2 separate regions of the Pan troglodytes genome follow, and region 2 is linked to region 1. Evidence: chromatin contacts called from public Hi-C data. All regions are on one chromosome and are shown on one strand. Each heading gives the region's core, a stretch centred on a gene start, on an enhancer-like site or on the middle of the called end of the contact. The rest is flanking DNA. Distances are from core to core; before and after follow the strand shown.

What was found. Hi-C and Micro-C count contacts between places; a contact is called where the count stands out from the background.
Region 2: a Hi-C map of stem cell-derived neural progenitor cells shows a contact between it and region 1, with 5 times the contacts expected there. The contact joins the enhancer-like site here to the promoter of BRF2 in region 1. A contact is called at or near these places in 5 of 7 Hi-C or Micro-C datasets (blood, induced pluripotent stem cells, a lymphoblastoid cell line and 1 more) and 1 of 1 other capture datasets (stem cell-derived neural stem cells).

Annotation. Positions count from the first base shown.
Region 1 is chr7:46,247,896-46,251,749 of NHGRI_mPanTro3-v2.0_pri, reverse strand. It overlaps BRF2 (BRF2 RNA polymerase III transcription initiation factor subunit), which reads left to right and starts at 2,086. Exons shown (of 4, transcript XM_001169914.7): 1 at 2,086-2,795; 2 at 3,769-3,828. The coding sequence starts at 2,642.
Region 2 is chr7:46,313,344-46,317,197 of NHGRI_mPanTro3-v2.0_pri, reverse strand. No RefSeq gene overlaps it. Among named protein-coding and RNA genes, the nearest start is that of RAB11FIP1, 16 kb to the right of the region's middle. Within about 2 kb of position 1,792, at least 6 of the 24 cell types and tissues checked have an H3K27ac peak or open chromatin away from gene starts, as enhancers often do. A contact at or near this core is called in induced pluripotent stem cells, a lymphoblastoid cell line, stem cell-derived neural progenitor cells and 1 more, where this site is marked.

The DNA of each region.
Region 1 (3,854 bases), core at 837-3,336:
TGGGGACACAAGGATGAGAAAGCCAGCTTCTTCCCATAGAGACTTCCATCCAAAGAGATAGTCAAACAACGAACTAGAATGTACACAGCCAATCGAGGGAGGAAAAGGACTGCATTCAGGTGCCAGATCCTCCTCTTCCTCAGTGCCTTCCTCTACTCTCCCCTCTACAAAGAACTCTGGCCTCAATGTCAGCATTATACATCTGGACCACAGCTGGGCTGCTGTTCAATGGCCTCCCCATGACTAGCTTTCTGCTCTGGCCAAGCCTACCCTGGGCACTCGGGGCATCTGTTAAAAAGATAATCACTGCCAGGCATGGTGGCTCATGCCTGTAATCCCAGCACTTTGGGAGGCCGAGTTGGGCAGATCACCTGAGGTCAGAAGTTTGAGACCAGCCTGGCCAACACGGTGAAATCCCGTCTCTACTAAAAATACAAAAACTAGCCAGGCATGGTGGTGGGCGCGTGTGGTCCTAGCTACTTGGGAGGCTGAGGCAGAAGAATTGCTTGAACCCGGGAAGTGGAGGCTGCAGTGAGCTGAGACTGTGCCACTGCACTTCAGCCTGGGCGACAGAGTGAGACTCCTCTCAAAATAAATAAATAAATAAAATAAAAAAATAAGATAATCACTACCAGGAATGATAACTCTTAGAAGAATTGGGAGCAGTGGAGAGGGCACCGAGATGATTTCCACGTCTGTCCAGATTTCCTGGAGCAAGGCAAATACATTTCCCAAATAAATGGACTTCTTCCTGAGAAAGTGGAGAACCCCAAACTTACACATCTTAGTAGAGGGCGCCATCTTCTGGCCTGGACCCTGCCCCCTCCCAGCCTGTGTGTGCCCGAGGACCAGGCTCTCCTAGGCTCCCAGTAAGTACATCATGTGTGACTGGGAAAGACAACCAGCTTTCTCCTTCCGTGGCTGGCTGCAGGATCATAAAACTGCTTTTCCACTTTACAATCAATCAGGTTGGGTCAGGCAGGATTTCAAGGCTTCTGTCCTAGGTAGATGGGCTCTGTAAAGTCCCGCTTAAAAAAAAAGTGAAGGTAGGTTCAAGATCTGCACACAACTGGGGATGAGGGGAGTCTGATGCTCTGCTGTGTGATCATGCAACGAACTGTTCCCAGTGCAAGTTATGTCGCTTTCAGGGACACTTTCTTCATCCAAATAAGAATGTCAACCACACTAAAACTAATGGATGTCTCTGAGTGGTGTGTGTGTGCGGGTGCGCATGTGCAAATGTATCTTAATATTTAACTGTCAGACAGCCAGAAATAAGCTCTCATCCTGTATCTCACGCTAGTGGGGAGGTCTAGAAAAGGCGGGGGGGGGGGGGGGGGGCTTGGACTGCCGGATCCCACCCACGATTAATGTGCTGAAGCCCCCTTCTGTTATGATACTAAAGTAATTCAAATTGAAGAGAAAGGACCGTTGGATATTATTGTGTCTCTTGGCCCTCCAATGTGAGCAATCCCCATGGGAATGGATGGGATGTCTCTGAAAAGGAGTAGTGATTCTAACACTCTGAGAAAGCAGTCTCTTAGGGAAGGGATGGTGTCTTTAGGTTTGGATATCACGTGTAAAAACTGGGTGTGGAAAAGAAGGGAGTGACACTTCTTAAAGGTATGTTTTATTTTGTTTGAGATGGAGTCTCGCTCTGCCACCCAGGCTGGAGTGCAGTGGCGCGATCTTGGCTCACTGCGCCTCCTGCGCCTCCTGGGTTCAAGCGATTCTCCTGCCTCAGCCTCCCGAGTAGCTGCGATTAGAGACGTGCACCACCACGCCCAGCTAATTTTTGTGTATTTTTAGTAGAGACGGGATTTCACCATGTTGCCCAGGCTGGTCTCAAACTCCCGAGCTCAGGTGATCCACCTGCCTCGGCCTTCCAAAGTGCTGGGATTACAGGCGTGAGCCACCACGCCCAGATAGCTCAAGGTTTTTTAAAAAACATCTGAATCTGCGTGCTTGCGCCGCTCCAGGTCTCCATCACTCCATATTCTTTCACTCCAAACTCCTTTAGACATTCCTGCCTGGCCTCCAAAAGCATTTGGGTTTGCCTCTCTGGATTTTTTTTCAACTTCCTCATTTTACAGTTGAGAAAAACAGGAGGTAAAGAGAGGAAGGAATCTGCTTTAGGAAGCAGCTCTGGAAAGCAGAACACAGTTTCCTGCTCCCGCTCTCTCTCCACTACTCTCCCTTTAAAAAATATACTTTCTTCTATGGCCAATTAAACATTCATTACCAACCTGCGATTCCCTTAGGACTTTAAAAGGAGGGTTGTTCAGGGGTGACAACAATCTTCTGTCTGTTATACGTGTCCATGTAGGCAAAAACTTTCCCAAATTCAACCCCAGTCTAGGTCCCAAAAACTAACTACAGAGTGCAGGGAAACCAGACAGCTACAGTTCACACCAGGAACCTCCTCTCCTAGCTCACGTTTCTACCCGAGCCCGCGGAGGAACAGACCGGAAGTGGCGCGCAGCCTCCCAGCGGAGGGAACCGCCTATGCCGCCGTCGCGCTGGCCGGAAGACGGGGGTGCAACCCTTTGAAGTGTCCCCTCCTACTTCTTGCTGCCTCACGGTTGCTGTTGCAGACCCAGGAGTCTCTGAAGGCTTCCGCGGCTTTGGGGCCGGTTGTGAGATGCCAGGCAGAGGCCGCTGCCCCGACTGCGGCTCCACGGAGCTGGTGGAAGACTCGCACTATTCGCAGAGCCAGCTGGTGTGCTCCGACTGCGGCTGCGTGGTCACCGAGGGGGTCCTTACCACTACCTTCAGCGACGAGGGCAATCTCCGAGGTACTTGTGGCCCTGGGGACAGCCTGGGGCGGTGGAGGGATTAACATCAGATTCCTTTTGTCTCCCCGCTCCCCCCATACTCCTAACTGTAACGCACACACTTAATTTGAGAGAAAATGACCTAAAGTGAGCGAGGGAGCTGAAGGAGATGGGGGCTGCCATTCATCTGTGTTTTCCCAGCACTTAGTATCGGGCATAGATGGTGCGTGTAATAAATATTGAATAAGTGAGACAGAAACAAAGTTCCACTCATCTTGCCATGTCTGATCATTGTGGAAGGATTGCCGATATGATTATAGCAGGTATTATTACCCTGAAATAGTTTTAAGCACAAACTGGCAAAACATCACTTTTCTTTGCTTTCCAAGTTTCTGACCAGTGCAGCCCTCAAAATCTGCAGCCATTGTCTGGGTGGGGTGGCTTACGCCTGTAATCTCAGTGCTTTGGGAGGCAGAGCCGAGAGGATTGCTTGAGCCGAGGATCTCGAGACCAGCCTTGGTAACGTAACGAGACAAGTGCCTAAAAAAAATTTTTTTTAATTAGCCAGGTATGGTGGCATACACCTGTAATCCCAGCTACCCAGGAGTCTGAGGTAGGAGGATTGCTTGAGCCTGGAAGTTGAAGGCTGCCGTGAGCTGTGATCGCACCACTGCGCTCCAGCCTGGACTATAGAGGGAAACTCCTTAAACAAACAACAACAAAATCTGCTGCTAGGAAAATTGCCTGTATGGAATGTACTGGAAGGATGACTGGAAATTTGGAACACTTGGAGCTGCTTTAATGCAGTCCTAACCTTTCCCAGTCTCTGTGTATTCGGAACCGCTTGTAGACATAGAAAACCAGATGGGGCCTTTAACTGTGCAGCAGCAGATGCTCAATGATTTGAATTTTGCGTCCTGGTTTTGTGTGGTGGGAGGGCAGGGGTCTGATGAATAAAGGCTAAGCACACTATTTGTTGTTTATTATCTTACAGAGGTAACATATTCCCGAAGCACAGGGGAAAACGAACAAGTTAGTCGCAGCCAGCAACGAGGTGAGAATTGACCTTTTACAGCACAG
Region 2 (3,854 bases), core at 543-3,042, 66 kb before region 1:
ATCAGGCTGGGCGAGGTGGTTCACGCCTGTAATCCCAGCACTTTGGGAAGCCGAAAGGGGTGGATCACTTGAGTCCAGGAGCTTCAGATCAGTCTGGCCAACATGGTGAAACACTGTCTCTACTAAAAATACAAAAATTAGCCAGGCGTGGCAGTGTGCCCCTGTAAACCCAAATACTCGGGAGGCTGAGACATGAGAATTGCTTGAACCCCACTGCTCTCCAGCTTGGGCGATAGAGCAAGACTCCGTCTCAAAAAAAAAAAAAAAAAAAAAATTTCAGCCAGTACTTAAAGTCAGTCTGTGAGCAGTGAGAAATGACTAAGTGCACAGGAGCATGTTTTGTGAGCTTCACAAAGATTCATGGTATCAATGAAAGATATATGGTGACCAAGAAGAACTCTGTGGATTGCAGCAGAAATAGAGGTTGGAATGGGAGAAGGGGGAGAATGGCCTAGAAATGTTACTGGGGCTAAGAGGAAAAGAGCTCTGGAGATTGGTTACACAACAATGTCAGTGTACGTAACACTACTGAACTTAAATGTAAGACACTTAAATGCTAAGACAAAATCTCACTGCCACCCAGGCTGGAGTGCAGTGGCACGTTCATGGCTTACTGCATCCTCGACCTCCTGGGGTGAGCCCAGGCCAAGCTAATTTTTAAATTTTTTTTAGAGGCGAGGTCTTGTTATGTTGCCTAGGCTGGTCTCGAACTCCTGGCCTCAAGTGATCCTCTTGCCTTGGTCTCTCAAAGTGCTGGGATTACAGGCGTGAGCCACTGTGCCTGGCCTTCACCATAATTTTTAGTTACTGGCCATCATATCCTCCATGAGAATGTTTAGGGTCTACCCTACCAGACCCTGGGCAGTTACCCATCCCTACCTTCTAGAAAGTGCAGAAGCTCAATGACAGACTTTGGTCTAGGGCCTGTTTTGTCAATGGTAAGTTAATGATGGTGGGATCATTGATGGTGCCAGTGCTGGAATTAGTGTAAAGCTATAGAAAATGGGTAAGTTTAATTGAAAGGCCGGGCACAGTGGCTCATGCCTGTAATTCCAGAACTTTGGGAGGCTGAGGTCAGGAGTTTGAGACCAGCCTGGCCAACATAGTGAAACACTGTCTCTACTAAATATACAAAAATTAGCTGGGAGTGGTGGGATGCGCCTGTAATCCCAGCTACTCGGGAGGCTGAGGCAGGCGAATTGCTTTGAATCCAGGAGGCGGAGGTTGCAGTGAGCATTGTGCCACTGCACTCCAGCCTGGGCAGCAGAGTGAGACTTGTCTCAAAAAAAAAAAAAAAAAAAAGAAAGAAAAGAAAGAAAAGAAAAGAAAGAAAAAGAAAAAAAAAGTGAGTTTAATTGGAAGGGTGGGAGGAGGGAGCACAAAGCTGGCCTGCAGGTGTATCCTGCCCTCTGCCTTTCAGGAGAGTCTCACGGCGCACCCTAATCGGGAACCTGGAAGGTTCACATGTGCATTGCTACTTTCCAGTTGCATGACTTCTGAGGCAGCAGATGGTGCTGTTTAGCAAACCTGGGCGCCAAGAACAAGAAACCTGAGCTTTTAACTTGAGAGGTCAGCCCCTGCACCCGGGTAACTCTCCCTTCCATCTGCCAGGGCAGAGGAAGGTATGGAAGGTGGGAGTCTTCTTCCTCTTTAAGCTCCTTAGAGCTCCTCTGCTGGCCCCAGGGAGGAGGGAGGGCTGAGATCTGTTTTCATGTGTGTTTCCCACGTGTGTTGGTATCCCAAACGTCTCTGGAATGCGGCTCAGGTGCAGCCTTTCCGGGAGGGGTGAGGAAGTTCGAAGGCATCCTCACACACCCCTCCATCGGCTGGGCTGACTCACCCACTCCTCAGCTCAGGGTAGCTTCAACAGCTTTATGAGCTCCTCCTGACCCTAGGATTACCTCCTTTCCTTAGGAAGCTGGAATTGCTCTCAGGTTTCTGGGGCTCCACAGTAAAACAGACAAAACACTTGAAAAACCTCTCCTTACGTGCATTTTTAAATTTCATATTTTTATCCAGTGAACTACACAGGTTCCAGAACTATGGTGCTTTCTGTGTGGGTTAGAGCGTGGGATTAGGGAGGAGGTCTCCTTCTACCCTGGGGATCAGTATTTGATTGTTTCACTGGGCTTTGCCCCCAACAATGCTAGGATTCTGGGATGTGAGAACACAACACTGGTTTGGCAGCTTCAGCAAGTTTTAAAAAGCCCTGCACTCCAAAGCCTGTGGAACCTCACTGCACGCTGGTGTTCACTCTTAGCATACCTCTGTGTCCCTACCCTTGTTTTCCCTTGGCCTCACCTTTCTCATGGTGTTCTAATTTATGTTGTTTAACTTCATTTATGTGGTGTTGTAAACAACCTTAAATCTTTTTTGAAACAGGACAGGGTACAAATAAATAGAAAAACACAGCTCTAAAAGGTTAGATGTTTTGATATTTGCTGAACCTTGTGCTGATGTAAGAAAATTACTACATCCCTCAGGGACTATAATATCTAGAAGCCTCCAAGACTGGTGGGAGAGAGATGAACTCCTTATGGGAAAAGGCAGCAGAATCAGATAGCCATGACTTTGGGCCCCTGGGATTCCTGATGTCTCCCCTGGGCATTTTTCTAGGGTTGCTGCTGTTACCACCAAGTTTTCCGGTGGGGTGGAGTGGGATGTTTTAACCATCTTGTCATTATGGACTCATGAACTTTCCCTTGATGCTTTAGAAGCAGAGCTGCTAAAGCTCTAAACTCATAAGACTGAAACTTTATTTATTATTATTATTTAGAGATAGGGCTTGCTCTGTCCCCCAGACTGGAATGCAGTAGCATAATCATAGCTCATTGCAGCCTCCAAATCTTCAGTTCAAGCGATCCTCCTCCCGAGTACGTGGGACCACAGGCATGTGCCACCATGCCTGGCTAATTTTTAAATTTTTTTTGTAGAGATGGGATCTCGTTGTGTTGCCCAGGCTGATCTCAAACTCCTGAGCTCAACTGATCCTCTTGCCTCGGCCTCCCAAAATGCTAAGATTACCGGCGTGCGCCACTGTGGCTAGCTAGTTGATTCTAAAATACATATGAAAATGCAAAACTCCAGGTGGGGCGCAGTGGCTCATGCCTGCAATCCCAGAACTTTGGGAGTCTGAGGAGGCTGGATCGCTTGAACGCAGAAGTTTGAGACCAGCCTGGGTAATGTGGTGAAACTCTGTCTCTACCAAAAATACAAAAGATTAGCTGGGCGCGGTGGCACTCACCTGTAGTCCCAGCTACTCGGGAGGCTGAGACAGGGGGATTGCTTGAGTCCTGGAGGATGAGGTTGCAGTGAGCCGAGATTGTGCCACTTTACCCTGGACTGGGTGACAGAATGAGACCCTGTCTCAAAAAAAAAAAAAAAAAAAAAAAAGAAAGAAAGAAAAAAGAAAAAAATGAAAAAAAGAAATGCAGAGGTCTAAGAATAGCTGGTAAATCTTGACAGAGGAAGTACAAAGCTGAAGACTTTACACTACTAGATATTAAGATATGTCATGAAACTGTGGTAATTAAGACAGTATGGTATTGGGTCAGTAATAATGAAATAGACCAGGGAACAGAATAGAGTTCAGAAACATGATATTGACGAGCCCATAGGGGAAAGCTGGGTCATTCAATAAATGGCACTGGGTCTATGGGATATTGTAGGAGCTGAGGAAAAACTTTCCCTTTACCCTCTGAAAGTTCACTGAAAAATCAACTCACAAAAGGCAGATTAGGAAGAGAAATGGCCCACAAATTTTTTTAACGTGAACAGGAATCTTATCAAAATATAAGATCTCAAAGAAAAATATCATTGATGCTTTTATACTATCTTGAAGTTACAGAAAGAAT